Linked DNA regions of Pan troglodytes: all the other regions are linked to region 2. The links are chromatin contacts, called in public Hi-C and HiChIP or PLAC-seq maps. All regions are on one chromosome and are shown on one strand. Each heading gives the region's core, a stretch centred on a gene start, on an enhancer-like site or on the middle of the called end of the contact. The rest is flanking DNA. Distances are from core to core; before and after follow the strand shown.

Region 1 (2,700 bases), core at 44-2,543, 860 kb before region 2:
TATCAACATGGAGTTCAAGTCTGATAAGAAACATTTTACAACCTATTCTCTCTGAACCTGCTGCCTGGAGACTTCATCTGCATAATAAAACTTTGGTCCCCACAAGCTCTTATCTTAACCCATACATTCCTTTCTTTGATCTCAGGTCTTTAGACAAACTCAACCAATTGTCAACCAGAAAATGTTTAAATTTACCTATAGCCTGAAAGCCCACCCACTCCTTAGAGTTGTCCAGCCTTTATGGACCAAACCAATGTATTTCTTAAATGTATTTGATTGATGTCTCATGTCTCCCTAAAATGTATAAAACCAAGCTGGACCCCAACCACCTTGGGCACGTGCTCAGGACCTCCTGAGGGCTGTGTCACAGGCCGTGGTCACTCATATTTGGCTCAGAATAAATCTCTTCAAATATTTTACAGAGATTGACTATTTTCGTCAACAGACGTTACACAAAATCCTCTCCTATGTAAGACTATCGGATGTGTACGTGATGCCCGTCGTAACACTGGTGTGAAAAGCTGGACTGGGGGTTATGTGCCTGCATGTAAGTGCAGGTGCCCAAGGGGATTTCTCTTCACAGCTCATTGAGCATAGCTGACTTGCTAGCTATGGTCTGACACCTCCTGATTTCAGATCTGCCCTGAAAACAACTATGTGAATATGCCCCTGCTACTCAGTATACTACTAGGCTTGGAGTCTGAAGTAGACCTCCAAACCCCATCCAATCAGGTAAGGGAGAAAAACGATAGCCCAACATTCCCTAGTGCTCATAATGTATTATTCCATTATTTCACTTTTTATCCCTTCTCTCACAGATAAGAAAAGAAAAAGCTCTACTTCTTTAGGATTCTTGGACGTAGACTCTCCACAGTTCATCTGGGGTTGTTCATCTCCACTTCTTTTTGTATCCCAGGGCAACTTTCCTGCAGTTTCCCTAATGAGAATATTTTCCGGACTAGGCATGGGGCGGCTTGCCCCGCCCCCTACTCTTCTTCCGGGACGGGAGCGGCGGCCAGCTACCTGGGGCCGGCCAAAGTCAGGGGAGCGGGAAGAGGCGGCGTCACCTCCTCCACGCTCCTCCGGCCCCATTCAATCTAGCAATTTGCACTCGGCTCTGGCTCTTTTCCGCCAGCTGCGGCTGTTCCAGAAGCGTCGGGCTGCCGGTCCTGGCCTCGGCAGGGGCCGTGCAGGACCGAGGGGTGGCGGCCGAGGCATGTGGGGCGGGTGGGTTGCGCGCTGCTGGCACGGCGCGGGGACCCAGCGCGCCAGGCAGGAAAGGGGGGCGGCGGCGGGCGGGGACCCAGCCCCGGAGGGGCAGCGGGCGCGTAGCGGGCCCCAGGACGCCCGGTCAGGGGATTGGCCTCTGCACCGCTGCTCAGGGCGCGTCCCTTGCCGCCTCTGGCGTCGACTCAAGCCTCCTCCTCCGAGCAGCCCTCAGTGGCGCCGCCTTAGTGCTCTGGGTCGAGCCCCGGGAGGGTTAGCCTGGGGACGGCAGGGGCGTGACCGGGGCGCGGAAGTAGGTGAGCAGCAGGGCGGCGCGCGGCGGTCAGGCCGGGACAGCCAGAGGGGCAGCGACATCTGCGGGCGGGCGGGAGGCGGACGCTTCCCGGGCGGAGCAGGGCCCTCCGGAGGACGCAGGCCGCGTCGAGGCTGAAGGGCCTCCCTGTCCGGGACGGTCAGCTGCCAAGTTCGGGCCCTTAGCGCGTGGCCCCGGGCCGCGGCTCGGAGCGGAAACGTCGCCCCTGGCTGCACGCTCATGCTGGTCCTAGCGCAGAAAACCCGGCGAGGTCCGCGAATTTTGGCTTAGCGTTTGTCAAGTCACCTCGAGCAACTCGGAGAGAACCCGGCTTTCCCACTAGGGACGGTGATCGCAGTCTCTTTCCTTTAGAAAGTTACTCCGATACTTTTGATCATCTGTCCATAGTAAGGAGGAAAAATAGCGTGGTTTGTCCCCGGGTGAGGGAGTGTTGGAGGATCCCGTCCAGTGGGAAGAGCCAGTTTTAGCGGAGCAGCGCGTCCAGCCCGCTGACGCTTCAGCCTGGTAAAGGGTTAACTGCATCCTGCCGGTTCGGTTTACATGTAAATAGAGAGCAGCTGCTCCGCGCGGCCCCGGCTGGCTCTTTTAAGTTTTTGATTGGTTGCCAATGACATCACCGCCCGTGTTTTAACACCGAGGACCCAGAGCAGCTTCGGATAAACCCTCCTTAAAGAGATGAGGCCACGCCTTCTTACCCGCCCCCTAGGCTGCCCATTGGTCGCGGGGCTCTGTGAGGTAGCGGTCGGCTTTCTCCGGATTCTTATTGGTCCAACCCGCCGTCGGTCGGCGGCGAGTCCGCCCCCTCAGAACCTTACATTTACAGTGTAGCAAAAGAGAAAGTAACTATGTTGCTGCTGGAGATCAATGAAGCCGAGTGAATGGGGGCTGAATGTGCGAGTCCATAGCTGAAGAGGAGCGCCAGATGGTGGAGGAATACACTTATTTATGAAGTAAGTGGAAGTCACCGCGACTACTCCTGAGAGCCCGGGACTGGAGGTGGAGGATTGTAAGGCGGTGCTTGTGTGAGTGTGAGTGTGTGTGTTTGTGTGTGTGTATCTGTGTGTGTGAGAGAGAGAGACAGAGACAGAGAGATAGAGATGCGATGCTGACGGAGGAGCTACAGCAGGTAGGGTTATAAGGTTCCGGCCGTTGGCTCCTGC
Region 2 (2,700 bases), core at 55-2,554:
ACACTCTCCGCTGATTTGTTCCTCCCCTTCCCCTTGCCCTGGATTCACTTTTATTGAGCGAAGTCAAGAGAGAACCCGTCTCGGCGCTGAAACCTCTCTCTCCCAACAGTTGCCAAGGAGCGACGCACGAAAAGTTCCTGTGTGTCCCTCACGTCCACATGCATGTATATAGTAAGCAAAGGCTTTACATAAATCGGCTTACGGCCTCACTTTCACGTGTCTTCCAAGAACGCCACAGACGCAAAACCTCCGCCCCAAGGTGGCCCCACTCTGCCCGCTCATCTAGGCGGTTTTGTTTATTATTTACATTTCCTGGGTGAAATTTTTACTAGAAATCAGATAAGTGCGAAAGTGTTTCCCAAAAATGCTTTAGCTGTCAGAAAATATAATTCTGTCTCTAGATACATTATTAAAGAGATCAAAGTCATGTTAGCAGATAATTACACCAACCACTTTTATAAATATTGATTCTAAGACGTGTTTTTAAAGAATCCCTGGAGTCATTTTTTGTTTGTTTTACATAGAACAGGTGAGTTTTAGACCTAATGTTTTGTAGTTTTCTTACAATTCGTTTTCTTCTCTCCCGTTTTACCGATTTGTCCTTAATTGTAAAAACACTCAAAGGCACCCCAAGCCAGCCCGGAGTCCGGGGAGTGGGTCAGTGGTCAGAGGCCTGCAGCCTCCCGCCCAAGACCTACCTCTCAGCGTGTTGCCTTCTTTGACTTTTGGGTCAAATTCTGCAGATAAAATGCGGTCAATTCCAAATTTGAGGTCTTTGCTGGAGGGGGCCGGGGCAGAGCCACTGTAGTGGGGGTTCGGAACCACTCGCGTCCCCGAGGCCGGGGGCTGCAGGGCGCCAGCCCGGGGCGGAGGCGGAGGCTGTTGCTGCGGCGGCTGTTGCTGCTGCGGCTGTTGCTGCTGCTGTTGTTGTTGCGGGTGATGGTGGTGGTAGGCGGCTGAGAGCGGAGACAGCCGCTGCGGGAAGCCAGCCGGGACTTCGGAGGGCGCCACCACTGGGGTGGGTCGAAGCGGGGATCTGGCCGCCGCTTGGAAAGAGGCGTGCGGGTGAACCGAGCCCAAGTGCGCGGTGAGGGCGGCGGCCGAGGCCCCTGCCAGGCCCTCCGGGGCCGCCCCCAGATCCCCCACGCCGGCGTGCAGAATGTCTGCGATGCAGAAGGAGGGCTTTTTGACGGCGGCGGGGTCCAAGGGGAAGGAGCAGCCGCCTGGGCCGGCCGAGGAGCAGTAAGCGGCCGACCAGAGGCTGAAGTTGGAGGCGTAGAAGGGAGCCAGCCCGGCTGCGAACATCCTGCCGGGGTGAGCCGCGCGGCTGCCGCAGTCCAGCCGGACTGGGTGGGTGGGCGCGCGGGGAGGGGCGCGCGGGTCCCGGAGAAGGCGGCGGCAGCCGAGGACGATCCGCTTTCGCTTCTCCGCCCGCACTGAGGAAGAGAGGCCGGGGGCCCTAGCGCCACCGAGGGAGGAGGCGAGGGCCGGATCTCGGCCGGTCACCGCCTCGCTCCCTGGCCTCGCTTTAAAGGCGGCGCGGCGCCCGCACTCCTCGCGGGCTGGAGGAGAGCGAGGGGCGCTGGGACCGCAGGGCGGGCGGGGGAGCCAGGGAGACGGGAGCCGGACACCGCAAGAAAACCCAAATAGCTAAGCCCTAAGAGCTAAATTTAAAACAACAACAATAATAATCCGTTAGTTAGGGGGGGGAAAAAGTAATAGAAAAAAAAAAAAACTCGTCTCTAAAAACTCCCAAAGTTTTGGCAGGAGCTTTCGAGTCAGGCCCGGGGTAGGACCTCGATCCGAGCGCTCATTGGTCATCCTCGTGACCAATGGGAGCGGGGAGTGGAGGGGAATTAGGAACGAGGGGGCCTGGCCGGACCCTAGCCACGCCCCGGCCACGCCAAAGTTTTTGCTGCGGCCGCGTGGGCTTAGTAGCGCACATCGCAGTGCTTCTTGCTACTCTGCGTAGGGGCCAGGCAGCCGCTCCGGAGGGCTCTGACTCTCTTCTAACTTCTGCAGCTCCGAACCGCCACGGGGCAAGGAGGGTTGATCACAGGAGCTTTCCTGAAGCGCTTGTCACCCGGGGCGAGTTGGGGGCGTGGGGAAGGGACGGTAATCTCACTCTTTAGGGCTCTGCAAAGCCCGCCTCCCGGTGGAGAGCGGAGCGCGCTTTGGCCCCTTTGCTTCCCTTCTCTTGACCTCATTCTGCTTTTATTCCAGGAGTCCGTGTCCTCGGCAAAGCCCCTCATCTTTCCTGGGCCCTTGCCCAAATGTTGCCGCCCTGAGTCCCGGCCCAACTCAGCACCGCGTCCGCCTCGTGCCTCCCAGGAGATCCTCCGGGAAGCGAGAAGGAGGGGCGGCCGCAAATTGGTTTTATTCTGAGCTGTCACACAGTGACAACTTGAACGAGTGACTTTTCAAACAAAATAAGACGGATGGCTCCAAACGTCTCTTAGACGCAGCCAAACCTTTCCCCGGAGCCTCAGAGGCTACAAAACAGGCTGCCTCCCGAAAGCCGGGAGAGCGGCACGCGCTTCCATCCTTTGCAGGAGGTTGTAGGAAATGTTAGCCTCGCTCCTCCACCACATCTCCGGATCACGTGGGGTTCGTTGTTTTGCAAGTGCCCACAAGAGCAGATTTCCGTGGGGTTCAATACTGCTTTCAATTCTGTGACAGCTTCCCCAGGAACCCCTTGGG
Region 3 (2,700 bases), core at 162-2,661, 560 kb before region 2:
TGGAATCATGCAGTATTTTCTTTTGACGAGTAGCTCATTTCATTAGCATCCTGTCCTCAAGGCTTATCCATGTTGTAGTGTATGGCAGGATTTTCTTCCTTTTTAAGGCTATTCCACTCATGTATAGATCACGTTTTGTTTATCCTTTCGTCCACTGATGGACGTTTGGGTTGCTTCCTTGTTTTGGCTATTATGAATATGGCTGCTATGAACATGGATGAAGTAAATATCTCTTTGAAACCCTGCTTTTGGTTATAGACCCAGAAGTTCCCACTAAGCCCTTTTGCTTTGGATTCCCTACCCAGAGCCCTCTAATTGGACTTTTACTTTCCTGCCTTTGAGCTTTTCCTTTTACTGCGCAGCCTACCTGGCCTGTCCTATTTTGGTTCCCTGCCTATTGAAGTCCTGTTTATTCTGCAAGGCTCTTCTATTTGTACCTAGCCCAATGCCTTTCACACAGTAGGTGCTCAATAACTAACATATAGTTAGATATATCTTTGCCATACCTGTGCTAAAACAACGTAAAAAGGTAGGAGGCAGAAATGATGTCTTATTATCCCTTATGGCCTGCACACAGTAAACAGTTTAGGAAAAGTTTATTAAATAAATAAAGTACCCATGCCCCCTGGAACAAAAGGTATGCAGGGCAGTGTATTTCATGGGCTGTCCAAGACCTCATGTCAGAAACGTACGTTTAGGCAGCAAGAACACACAAGAGGCAAGAGAGTAAGAAAGTACGCTGGAAAATTTTGCTAGCTGGGTCAATTCCAATTTGGCAAAAACAAGCCTTCTGCTTTTTCTCCAGGGTTCTTTCTCCCAGCATCACTTATTAATGCTAATTAGTCAAGGGTGTGCCATGATGCAGAACACTTGTGACCCATAAGGATTAGAGAGAGACTGTCATTTCTCAAATGACCCACGAGAGGCAGCCAGAGGCAGCGACGGGGAAGGAGAGGAGGGGAAGAGGAACTTCTCTGCAAAGAATCGCACTAAAGTAAGTGCAAGTAAAAATAAATCCACATATAAAACAACTGTACAAATGTTAGCAGTATTTTCACAGCTGGGTTTCTTTGCCTAAAATACTTAGCACTTACTTTAGAAAACTCACTTCTAAACATAAATGGTCTGACTGATCACAGAAGCTGAACCCTGATACAACTCTGACTTTGAACTTGACTTCTGCCCAGATGGGAATAAAAATAATGACTTCTTCTAAGTAAGAACCTTAATTGCCATGAATTCACACCAGACTGTGGTGGGTGACCTTTATCTCACATATGAGGAAATTAAGGTAGGGCTTGGTTTAGGAAGCTAGATTCATAACAGTCAGCATATTTATATCCAGATTAGGCAGGACTCTGGATTTAAAACACTTTCCCTTGGAAAACACCGACTCTGTCTGTTTCCATGGCACTAAAAACACCCCACTTGAATAACTGCCCAGTTACTTATCATAGCAGGATTAGTGGTCTTCTCAAAGCATCTGCATTCACATTCCTGGTATTTATTTCCTGTAGATATTCGTTTCAAAGACTGATGCCACAGGACATGAATAATCACGGTGACTCACTTTTAGGGACTTTCCCCTGGGGAGTGCCACCTACAGAGCCTCAGAATGAAGTGGGCACATATTAATTAAAATATGTTTCATCTCCAAATGACTATGACAGAAGCTATACTGATGAATATGACAACTAAATACAAAATAATACCATAATGACTAGCAATGATTCAAATATTGTGCTCATGATGTTATCTTTCATCCATTTATTTAATAAATGGATTTATATAATGAGTGACGGGACTTCTATGTGTCAGAGTGCTGGTAGGACAGGCCATGTTTCAATAAATTTACAACCCAGCAGGCAATGTTCCTATCAACTAATGAGATTTTTAAATTTAATATTTTTTGGTCAAAGCAAGGGAGTCTTCAAAATTACCAAAAAATATATTTGGTAAGGAAACAGTAAACAGAACCAATTATTCCTTCTTGGTTGAGTTAAGAAAACACGCTTTGTGCTTACACTTCCCATAGTGATCAGGGATTTCTCACCCCTTGAATTTCTGTAGCATAAATTGTTGACGTCTCTTCACTTCCCTGTCTCATTTCCTTGCCCAGGTGGTGAGCCCTGTGCATGAGCCTCTGCCTGACTCATCTTTGTATCTGCAATGCCTCACACATGCCTCATATCTCCCCGCCAGGCAAGCAGTGTTAGTGAAAACAGGATGTCATCAGTTCAGTAAAGAAGAGATTGACAACAAACTGTGAATAGAAAAGTCAAATAGGAATGCATTGGCCTTTAAAAAAATATTTTCCAAATTATCCTATAGTAAAGTTGACTTTTTTCTTTGATGTACAGCTCTATGGATTTCCACATATGTATAGATTTGTGTAACCACCACAAAGAGGATACGAAACAGTGCCATAACCCCCCAAAGCTTCCCCATGCTGTCCCTTTATATTCACCCCCTCCCTCCACCATAATCCCTGGCAATCACTAATCTCTTCTCCACCATTGTGCTTTTGTCTTTTGAAACTGGCATCTCTTACTCAGCACAGAGTTATCTAAGTTGTTCTTTTTTATGACTGAATAGTGTTCCATCATATGTGGTATCACAGTTTATTTACCCTTTCACTCATTGAGGGACATTCAAGTTATTTTCAGTTTGAAGCTACTGTGTAAAAAAATAAAAATAAAA

The links. A called contact is a pair of places that touch in the nucleus more often than the background predicts. HiChIP or PLAC-seq counts read pairs in DNA pulled down with a chosen protein or histone mark.
Region 1: a contact with region 2 is called in an H3K4me3 HiChIP or PLAC-seq map of stem cell-derived excitatory neurons, with 10 times the contacts expected there. The contact joins the promoter of DUSP10 here to the promoter of HLX in region 2. A contact is called at or near these places in 1 of 7 Hi-C or Micro-C datasets (stem cell-derived neural progenitor cells) and 1 of 1 datasets of contacts at active chromatin or transcription factors (stem cell-derived excitatory neurons).
Region 3: a contact with region 2 is called in a Hi-C map of stem cell-derived neural progenitor cells, with 7 times the contacts expected there. The contact joins the enhancer-like site here to the promoter of HLX in region 2. A contact is called at or near these places in 4 of 7 Hi-C or Micro-C datasets (blood, induced pluripotent stem cells and stem cell-derived neural progenitor cells), 1 of 1 datasets of contacts at active chromatin or transcription factors (stem cell-derived excitatory neurons) and 1 of 1 other capture datasets (stem cell-derived neural stem cells).

What each region holds. Positions count from the first base shown.
Region 1 is chr1:27,381,603-27,384,302 of NHGRI_mPanTro3-v2.0_pri, forward strand. DUSP10 (dual specificity phosphatase 10) reads left to right here and starts at 1,294. Exons shown (of 4, transcript XM_001173001.7): 1 at 1,294-2,490.
Region 2 is chr1:28,239,571-28,242,270 of NHGRI_mPanTro3-v2.0_pri, forward strand. It overlaps HLX (H2.0 like homeobox), which reads right to left and starts at 1,305. Exons shown (of 4, transcript XM_525068.7): 1 at 699-1,305. The coding sequence starts at 1,305. LOC129136060 (a long non-coding RNA gene) reads left to right here and starts at 1,229. Exons shown (of 4, transcript XR_008537346.1): 1 at 1,229-1,314.
Region 3 is chr1:27,683,475-27,686,174 of NHGRI_mPanTro3-v2.0_pri, forward strand. No RefSeq gene overlaps it. Among named protein-coding and RNA genes, the nearest start is that of DUSP10, 300 kb to the left of the region's middle. Within about 2 kb of position 1,412, at least 5 of the 24 cell types and tissues checked have an H3K27ac peak or open chromatin away from gene starts, as enhancers often do. A contact at or near this core is called in stem cell-derived neural progenitor cells, where this site is marked.